Linked DNA regions of Mus musculus: region 2 is linked to region 1. A link is a contact called in public HiChIP or PLAC-seq data. All regions are on one chromosome and are shown on one strand. Each heading gives the region's core, a stretch centred on a gene start, on an enhancer-like site or on the middle of the called end of the contact. The rest is flanking DNA. Distances are from core to core; before and after follow the strand shown. Region 1 overlaps Gm10445 (predicted gene 10445). Region 2 has its middle 29 kb from the start of Cyp26b1.

Region 1 (4,977 bases), core at 843-3,342:
ATGCCAGCAAGCTAGGCACTGAGTTATCGGGCAAGTATCAATCGGGATTTCTGAATCCATACATTTGGAGACCCCAGAGTGGCTAGGGTGGGGAACACGATTGAAGGGGACTATGCTAATGTGGGGGAGACCTGTGAGTGTGTAGAAGAATAAGACATTTTACCCCCTTCTGGATATAAGAGAATTGTTGAGGGGTGGGCTCCCTAAAGAAGCGTTCTTCTACCTGAGGCTCTATTCTATCTCCCAACTACACACCTTGGAGTGTAGCTGATTATTCGTGGGGTATTCACAGGAGTTTTCTCTGTGTGCAAGTTCCCCACAGAGCCTAGCAAGCAGCAGCATCCTGCCCTATGTAAGGGATCATGTCTCTCTGAGGGAACTTCTCTCCAGCCCAGTTGTTCCAGGAAACAGGCCCATGATTCCTCCCTCAGTAAACAGATTCCCTGCAATCATGCAAGAACTACCCCAGGAAGGACCTAAACCTAGACGAGGTTTGACTAGTTCTAGACTCTGGCCTCAGAAATCAAGGACGGAAGTGCCAAGATTAATGAAACATTGAAAAACTAGCAGCATATCTATCGAAGGGTGAGTGGGCAGAAAGGAGTTGAGCAGTACCCAGGTTTCTGGTTTGATCAGCTAAGCCACTCATGGGCCATTTGCTGCAGTGGGGTACACTGTAGGGCAAAGAGCTAAGGGGCACCAAAGATGAGTTTCCCTGAAGAGTAGGTTTAGGGGAAGATCAAGGATTTGATGAGTTCCGAGTTGACTGAGACTATGCTACAGCTTCTGGGGGTGGGGTGAGGGGAGTGTCTAGCGGGGACCATGTTGACCAGCAGACAAAAGTGTAGAGCAAAGAGCAAGGGGCTGGAGGCTGAGCCTGGTCAGGATCGCAGGACATAGAGCCTGCAAGGGATCGGGAAAGACATACCCAGGGGAGTGAAAGAAGATGGGGGGGGGAGGGGAGTTCAGATCCACCAGTGTCCACTGTTGAGAGAGAACAGGCAATGAAGAATGAAGACTAGAGGACTAAGGAGATGGCTCAATTGGCAAAGTGCTTGCCCCAGAACCCATATTGCATGTGTCTAACATTTGTAGAGGTGGAGACAGGCAGATCCCTGGGACTTGTTGGCCAGCTACCTTGGCCAATTGGTGAGCTCCAGGCCAGTGAGATGCTCTATCTCAAAAAGCAAGATTAACAGCTCCTAACGTTGACCTCTTACCTCCACATACATGCACACACAGACATGTGTACTCTCCTCCACCTGTACACGTGCACACGTGGGCAAGCACTCCCTTAGACCTTGGGGGAACTGCAAGGTCAGATGTAGGACCCGCCTCTTTTTCCAAGTCAAGTACCTGGAGTTAAGCTCTTGTTGCCACTGGCTATCAATGTGACCTGCTAAAACCTTGTCACTGATGGAGAGTGCCTCTAGTTGTCCCTGGTTGGTCCAGTTTCAGCCTTCTTCCTTTGCTGTGGTTGAGAGAGTCCTGTAGTCCCAGCTTCAGAATCCACAGAGCTTTCTAAACCTAAGTCATCCCCAACAGCCACATAGATCTATAGAGAGCTGGAAGGGAGGGATTGCTGACACCTGTCTCGAAAAGATCCAGCCTGGGACTCTCTCTGGCATGCTGACTCCAGAGGGCAGTCTGCAGGGACCTCACCTCTGAGAGACTCATCAGTATAGCAGGGGACTCGTCTGATGCAACTTACAGCTCATTACTCAACTGTGGGTCACAGCATATGCTGATGGGAATGGAGCTGAGGTTCAGGCAAAGCCCTGCTGTTTTTGGTGATGCAACAGTTGTCCTTTGTGTAACATGGAGCCCTTCCACCCTCCAGCTTGCATTGTCTGGAAGTGACCTCAGGCTGAGCCTGATGACCAGGCAGGTCTGGCCAGGTCTTTATAAGAATTCTAGAGGGAGTGAGGAGGGACCTGTGGGCCTGAGGTAGAGATTGTATGCTGGAGCTGTTACCTCTGGGGTGTGGTTCTTTCTCTGGAATCCTGTTACTCCTATGGGGACTGTTGGATCTCACTCTGACTTCCCTGATCTAGACAGCAGAGACTCTGGCTATAACTCAATGCTTTTTACAAGCTTCTCTGGGAAGCCAAGACTTCCCTGGCAGGCAGAACAGGGCAGCCCAGAGGAGCTCAGCAAGGCAGGACACGGGTGCCAGGACGCTTTCCATCTCTGTCACTCAATAAGCCACTTGCTTCTCACAAAAGCCCAGACACCTGAAGCCACCCTAGAAGAGTGGTGCTTTCAGGATGTGATGGTGGTGAATAAAGAACCTACTGTGCCTGACCCAGGCACTGGGAGGGGATGGAGTGAAGGTTGGGGGAGGCTGCTCCCAGCCAGTCTCTTCCCATTCTCTTCTGCACTTGCCCTTGCTGGACCTGTTGCCTCAGAGACTGGGAAAGTTCTTGTACAAGTGATTTGTCAAGGAAAGGTACCAAGTAGAAACAGAGAAGGCAGAGCAGAACCAGGTCAGGCTGAGATAAGGAAGCAGCTAAGGCAGGGTGGGCTTTCTGTGAAGTCTCAACTTAGACTCCCAGTCTCTTGCCAGCATAGCACCAGGACTCACTGCACCCTGTAATGGCAGACCTGACGTTTTTCCTTTCCTTCACTGATTGGTACTTACTCTTGATGCAATAGTCTGTGTGAAGTGACCCGAGACATCCAAGAGCAGGCTTTCAAGCTACACACTCTTCAGAACGAAGCTCCTGGGACCTGGAGGAAGGAAGCACAGCACCAGCAAAGGGCACTTGTGTGTGACCCGATAGCATCTTTTATGCCACTGGCTCAGGATTATCCCTTGGCTTTCAGGGCGCTGAAGCCTTTGTCCTGAGCATTAGGCAATGCTGTCTGCTGGACCGACCCCACAAACTGATCTGATGCCAGTGAAAGGCCAGCTTGTCTGCTTTGTAAGAATTAGATGAGCAGATTTGTTGCCTTCATACTGAGCATCTGCTTCTAGAAACTTCTCTTTTTTAGATGCTGATGAATAGTTCCTCCCACTGATTCCTGTCACCCTATCCTACCCAACAGAAGAAAAAAAAAACTCAAAAAAACCAGTTGACTATTATCCATTCTCACTCATCCCAAAGTGAACCATGGTGCCCTGGTCTTGGCCTCCCAGGCAGGAACCTGCCTGGATCCATTATAGGGTTTGAATGTGACTTGGGTTTGTCCTGAGAAGTTTGGTGGCCACCCCATCACTCTAGAAATCAGAGTTCCTTTTTAAAATGGATCAACAAGTCTTGACTCCTAAGTCCTCCTTTGTGCTTTGGGACATGAGATGTCTGGTTATGCTGTGACATTTTTGCCATGATGTGTCAAGAATTCATTTCTCTGGGGACACAAGCTTTTCTTATGAACTATCAAAGCTATGCACTGGGGCCAGGTCATGACCCTTCGGTACTGGAGTAAATGAACTTTGAACCTTAAGCTGAACTTTCACGGAGAAGTAATACATGAGGGGACTCTGTTCTCACTGTCCCAGTTTTATCTATCTATCTATCTATCTATCTATCTATCTATCTATCTATCTATCTATCTATCTATCTATCTATCCATTCATTCATTCATTTTAGTTTTTGGCTGTTGGGACGCTCCCGTCAAATATTGTGGAAGCAGTCATCAAGACTAGTTTGTGTCTATATGCATTTTATTGGTATTACACACACACACACACACACACACACACACACACACACACACACATGCACACATGATGTTTTAGCTTTCCCCTGATACCTCTGAACCAGACCTTGTTCTTGGCGAACGCCTTCATTTTCATGGATAGGCAGCAACTGCTTCTCCCATGTCCCCAGCAGAGCTCATGGCTATGCCTTAAAATAACAAGTGGACATTTTACTATGGTCGTGTGCTTGAAGTAGTAACCTGTACTGTCTTTTCCCCGGCTCTGTTTGAAAGTTCAGGTTATAGTAATAGTCACTGTGGAATAGTGGCTTCCCCTTTCTGTTAAGACATTCCTCCCCGAATCAGAGCCGGTTGCCCTGAGCCATCTGAGAGCTAAGACAGAGGCCACATGACTTTGAACTTCTCATTGACGTGTCTTTTGGTCCTCAGCTCTAATTTCATCCCTGTATTCAGCAGGGAGCTTCGTGACTTGTATGTGCATTTCAAAACCAGTTGCGTGGAATCGACCAGTCATTTGGAGGGAGTTGCCATTTATTGAAGTACCTGTTGCCCTCAGGAACAATCCACAGAAGGAAACTGTCTCTGACTTCATAACCACTGATGTACTTTTTTATTGCCTTGGTTTTGAGGGTTCTGAAAGCAGCTTTAGATTTCTCTATTATCTGGGACCGCCATTGAGGCAGAGTATCATGGCAGCAGGTATGTGGGCATAAAAGAAGCCTTTCTCTTATAGTGACTAATAAACTTTAGAGAGGTGGAGCACAGGGGAGGGACTGAGGACAAGATATGTTTTTCAAAGGCCTACCTTCAGTGACCTTCTCACTCATCTCTGAGCCAATAATACCACCACTATCATATATGGATGGTCCATGGGTGAAGTCAGAGTCTTCACACTCTGATTGCTTCTCAAAAGCCTGCTTTTAAATACTGCACCAGGGACCAATATTTTGGAGGGAGACACATGGTATCTAAGTCATAGCATCCTCTTTGTCTAAGTTCCCAGGAACCTCAGAGCCTTATCTTCATCAAAGTGTACAAACATGAACATGTTCACAGCCTAGCTGAGTGGACAGAATTCTCATTTTCAGGCTTATTGGTTATTATTAAGTTACTGTTGGTGGAAGTGGCAGTGATTTCTATTTCCATCACGTGATCTAGAGTTCATGCTCTGCCTTCAGTCCTTAACCTGGGGATGGGAGTAGGGTGCACTTAGCTTCTTCTGCTAAGTTGAGGGATTTGAAGTGTCTCTCCGTTTGTTAAGTTTGCATTTTCTCATCACTAAGAGCCTCCATTTGGGTCTTTGCTGACCCCATA
Region 2 (4,977 bases), core at 1,413-3,912, 150 kb after region 1:
AGGGTGTCTGTTATCTCTTGCCTTCACTATGTCGTGACCATCCTCCAAGATGTGTCTTCAAGGCCTCCCCTCCTGGTGTCCTTGCTGTGTGGCCTCGCTCTTGTGAATCAATGATGTCCCTACAATGCAGAGTGATGACCTACGGCTTCTGAGGATAAGACCCACCTCCTAGGATCTCACATAGAAAGTTATCTTTGAGTTCCAAGGAGGCCGTGTAGCTGAGCCCTCACCCTGGAGGAGGCCCCTCTGCAAGGAAGGAACAAGCTGTCTCAACAACAGCTTGAGACCTTGTGGCTGGACCACCTTGCAAGCAGGAGGATCCTTCTGCCCCCTACGGCCTTCTGGTGACAGCCAGCCCCTGCAGCTGGCTGGAAGACCTTGGCCCCACATGGTCTCCCAGGCCAGAGCTACCCCACTAGCCTTCCCCAAATTCCTGACCCACGGGATTAGAAAAGGTCAGCGTGTTTGCTATCATTTAGCTCACCAAGTACTGGGGTCAAGTAAGCACAGACAGTCTCCTCTTAGACAAGCCTGCCAATTGAGTAAATATCACTTTTCCTGTTTCCAAACCGTTGACATTTTCACAGGTTCTGTCGGAGACAGAGCAAGCTTGAAATTTTCTTTTCCTCGGGAAAGGAGGAGGGAATGAAGGGGCTGTTGCGGCTTGCATCACCCACTCAAGGGCTTGAGTGTCCAGGTGAGCAGAGGCTCCTGTGGTTTAGAAATGCTGGTTCTGAGTGCCTTGTCACAGCACAGAGGGGCTTTCCCAAGGGAGCCGGGTGTCTGAGCGGCGTGCAAACAGGAGTTTGTCAAAGCACAAGGTAAGAACATCATCACCAGAGCTCGGGGTCCATTTCATCCGCTTCAGCACTTCTTGGCACCTGCACCAGCCAGCCAGGCGTGTGAAGATCCCACAGCTGCTTCTCCAGCTCTGAGCTCCAGCCCATCAGACCAACTGACCAACTGAGGTCTGCCCAGGCTTGGAGGCTGTTGTTAAACGGGAAGGAAAACTCAGAAAACACTTGACATCTTTTTATGTAGCCATGCCCTCTCACACAGACCTCATAGCTGACTTCCGAGAAAACTGACTCCCTCAGGAGTCACCTTTCCTCCCCGAGACTCAGTTGTTCCATCTGCTAAGTGGACAGTGTGAACCAACTCAGTTCACACCCACTGTCTCTGGTCTTCACATTCGGCATATGAGGATCCCTGAGGAGGGCTACAGGATGCGGGGTGTCCCTGACAACATTGGAAGGCATATGTCAGTCAGCATAAAGCTCAAGGACCAAAGGAATTGCAGAGATCAAGCTCAGAAGAAGGTCACCTACAGAGGCTGTGCCCAGCTCACTTGAGAATTGAAGTGGGAGCAGGTGTGCCTCCAGGATCCATGGCCTTATAGATGAATGGAGTCTGGGGACAGAGCTGAGGCCCAGCAGAAGCCTTGGCCAACTATAGGAGATGGGAGGATTCATTGTTTTGTGGTGGAAAGTCACAGCCGGATTAGGATAGCATCAGTATAGGAGGAAGCAGGGGCCAGTGAGGAGCCATGGGTGAAGGAGCCTGGAGAACATTCTAGAAGGTGTGGTACTCTCCCCAGGTGAGGTTCTGAAATGTTGAGTGAAGGTCACCCTCCCCAGATACTGACCACTCAGTCTCTGTCTCGACAGAGTGTGGGAATATTCTAGCCCCAAGTCCGCTAAACCTAGATACTGCATTGGCTTTCCCAGGCAAGGAAGGCAGTCTGCTCTGCCCCCCACCCCCACCCCTAACTTCATCCTTGCCCTGGGCAGCATGCTGTGTGATGCCAGTGCGAGGTGGACAGTTTGTGGCTGAGCCAAGGGAAGGGAGTGGGAAAGGGCTGGCTTTTCTAAACCTGAGTCCTTACTGTGATCTTCTCCAATGCTCACCTAAAACTAGTCCAGTGTCCAGGTGACCAGGCTCCTGTTGGAGGAAGCTACCTTCCACATCAGGCTTTCCCGTGACCCTTGGTCTTCCTCCCCACTCTAATTCCTGGTCCCTTTGGGTCCTTCTGTGACGTTCCAGCAGCCCTGTCTCTATAGGGTCCCAGTGGCCCCAGAGCACTCAACCTGGTCATGTGATTTATCTGCTCCACAGGAAGGACAGGTTGCTTTGGTGGGGGTTAGGTGGGGAACTACTCTGAATCCTTTCTAATAGAGACCTCCATTCTACCATCTCCCTCTTAAAGGCTCTTCTCCTCCCTTTAAGCCACAGCCTTTCTATGTGGCCTGCAATTCTTCTTTCCTTGGCAAGAGCAATTCCAAGGTAGGTGCTGACAGGTTGTGGAAGGGGACTTGATCCGGCTAGTGCATCCTGCCATGAGTTCCAGTGAAAGGGGAGCGTGCTTGGAAGGAGGGAGGAAGATAGGAAGCTGCTGACCTGATCCTGCCCTGTCATGCTCCTAGGGCCCCTCTGAGTTGAAACCTAGATCTAGCTAGGGGACGGGAAAGTCTTGACCTTTGCCAAGGACCTCTCACCTGGTGTACTGGGAGGTTAGTGGAGCATGGTGGGGGAGGGGAGGGGTTAGGGCGAGGTATCGGACTACTGGGGCAGCCAGGGCGGGCCACCCTTAGTGCCACCCCTTCCCAGCACTTTCACTGTGGGTCCACTGCCTGTCAGTCAGTGACTGAGTCACAGATGCCCTGGGCTAGGGGCTGTCTGCCAGAAGCTTGACTCACTAAGGATGACTTGTTTGGCTGGCCCGTGCCTTCCTTTCCCTGTCACAACATGCCAAGGGTCTGCTGGAGCTCCCTCTTGGAACACCCCTCTCCTAGAAGCACCCCTTCCTGAAGCATTCTTCTCCTGGAGCACCCCTCTGGGGTACCCCTCTCCTAAAAGCACTCCCTGTAGCATCCTTCCTGGAACACCCGTCCTGGAGCAACCCCTCCTGGAGTACCCTTCTCCTGGAGCATCTTCATCCTGGACAGTTCCTCTCTCACATACGCTGCACCTTGGCTTCAGACTGTGACAGCCCATCCCATGGCGAGCTTCTTCCGGTCTATCCCAGTCCAACAGGATCCAGTGTGTGTGAGGCCTGTGCAGTCAGAGAGAGAATTCGTCCTCTCACAGTTGCCTGGATAGGCAAGCAGCCCCCCAATCCATGCAGCACCCCAGCCTCTTCGATTCCTCAGGAAGACAGAAGCTACACTCTGGTCTGGTAGTGATTCAAAGAGGTATTTTTCTCAACACCCCACTCAGTCACACCATTGGCCCCAAGGTGACATTTTTCTATTAACAAACAGCACGCACTTCCAGGCTAAGGACGTAAATGCCCATCTGTGATCTGGGGCCTTTGGAGTGAGGCCTCCTGGGGTCAGGAGACTGAAAAGCAGATGCTAAGCCTTATTCTCCAGGGTAGGCATCACCCTGTCCCTCAGAGGTGAGGCCCTCAACCATGGGAGTGGCACTAAGAGCCACCACGATCACTTCCCGGCCCCAGCCTTCCCACACCCTGTTGCCATCACTTCTAAGCACTGCTCAAAGCCAGCCCGGAGTCAGCCCTGACCCCCAGGTCTTTTGTAAAGCCTCCCCACCCTACATTCATGCTGCCAGCCGGCCCCTCGGGACACACCTTATGCTTAGTCCTTTGGTTGCAGCCCACACATGCCCTGACTTTTCTCTGCACTCACCTCGCCCCTCCCAGCCTCCCAGGCATGGCTCCTGACTTGCCAAGCTAAGATGCTGCAAGAGGTAAGATCACCCCTAGCCCAGGGGCCACCAAAAAGCCTGAGCAAGGAATGCTGGCACTGGCCCTGCGCCCGCTGCTCAGAGCCCCTTCATGGATGCTCTTGTCTGCTGCTCATCCTTCAGGAAGGTCAGGGTAAGGTCATGCCCAGTGGCTTCCTCCCAAACTGGGAGACGATGATAATTCCCTAGGCCTACGAGCAGCCACTCCACTGCCAGAAGAGGTTTCCCACCCCTACCCCACCCCCATTCTCCCCAACCCCAGACAATGAGGAATCCTACCTTCCAGACAAGGGATCATGGCTGTGTTACCTAGACTCAGAGCCAGCTGTAAAAGGGGACCTTAATGCTGAGGGAAATGAGGAATAAAAAAATGATCCCAAAGATTTTTTTAGTGAGATAGCTCCACCCACAACATGATGGCCATGCCGGGGACCAAGCTGAAGTTGAATCCTCAGGGTCCCTATTTTAAAAGATTTAGAATCCCCTGAGCTGGGAGCCAGAGACAGGAGGATTCTGGTGTTTGAAAGCCAGCCAGCCCATCTGTCTACTTGTGGAGTTCTGGGCCAGTGAGAGACCTCATCTGAAAAAGCAAGGTGGCCACTAGAGAAATGGCTCAGCCTTTAAGAGGCCCTGCTGCTTTCCCAGCTGGGATTAAGTTTGGTTCCCGGCACCCACTGCAAGGGGCTCACAATGGCATGTAACTCTAGCTTCAAGGGATATGATCTTTTCCAGCCTCCATTGGTATCTCCACACATTTGTACACACACACACACACACACACACACACACACACACACACACACATGTTTTAAAAAAAAAAGTGAGTCAGGCATGAAGGTCTTTAACCCCAGCAGTCTGAAGCAGAGGGAGATAGGTCTCTGTGAGTTCAAGGCCAGCCTGGTCTGTATAGCAAGTTCCAGATCAGCCAGGGATAGAGAGGGAAAACTTGTCTTCAAAATAAAAAATAAGGTGGATGGTTCCTAGGAACCACACTTGAGACTGACCACACAGACACACACATCTGCGCACATGTGCACCTATACACACATGCACACTATCTCTCACATTCTGCTGTTAGGGCCCAAACCTGCTAAATCTCCTCAGAACCTCTTTGGCGGGCTGTGGAAGCCAAGAACTCACTCCTTCAGGCTGGAACACACGCAAAACAAGGCCTCTCGGAGCCACTCTAGATCCCAGGCTGAGACCCCATGTTCTCCAAGGCTGCCTGGGCCAGACTCAGTCCCAGGCACTAGTCCAAGGCTAACATTTACT

What was found. HiChIP or PLAC-seq counts read pairs in DNA pulled down with a chosen protein or histone mark.
Region 2: an H3K27ac HiChIP or PLAC-seq map of embryonic fibroblasts shows a contact between it and region 1, with 5 times the contacts expected there. The contact joins two enhancer-like sites. A contact is called at or near these places in 3 of 15 datasets of contacts at CTCF or cohesin (the NIH/3T3 cell line, hippocampal excitatory neurons and stem cell-derived epiblast-like cells), 22 of 484 Hi-C or Micro-C datasets (the AML12 cell line, the HL-1 cell line, the N1E-115 cell line and 10 more) and 11 of 115 datasets of contacts at active chromatin or transcription factors (cardiomyocytes, embryonic fibroblasts, embryonic hindbrain and 4 more).

Annotation. Positions count from the first base shown.
Region 1 is chr6:84,417,754-84,422,730 of GRCm38.p6, forward strand. Gm10445 (predicted gene 10445) reads right to left here. Exons shown (of 4, transcript NR_046063.1): 2 at 3,770-3,851; 3 at 2,642-2,730. Among named protein-coding and RNA genes, the nearest start is that of Gm10445, 3.6 kb to the right of the region's middle. Within about 2 kb of position 2,093, at least 24 of the 459 cell types and tissues checked have an H3K27ac peak or open chromatin away from gene starts, as enhancers often do. A contact at or near this core is called in the HL-1 cell line and embryonic fibroblasts, where this site is marked.
Region 2 is chr6:84,562,804-84,567,780 of GRCm38.p6, forward strand. No RefSeq gene overlaps it. Among named protein-coding and RNA genes, the nearest start is that of Cyp26b1, 29 kb to the right of the region's middle. Within about 2 kb of position 2,663, at least 25 of the 459 cell types and tissues checked have an H3K27ac peak or open chromatin away from gene starts, as enhancers often do. A contact at or near this core is called in the HL-1 cell line and embryonic fibroblasts, where this site is marked.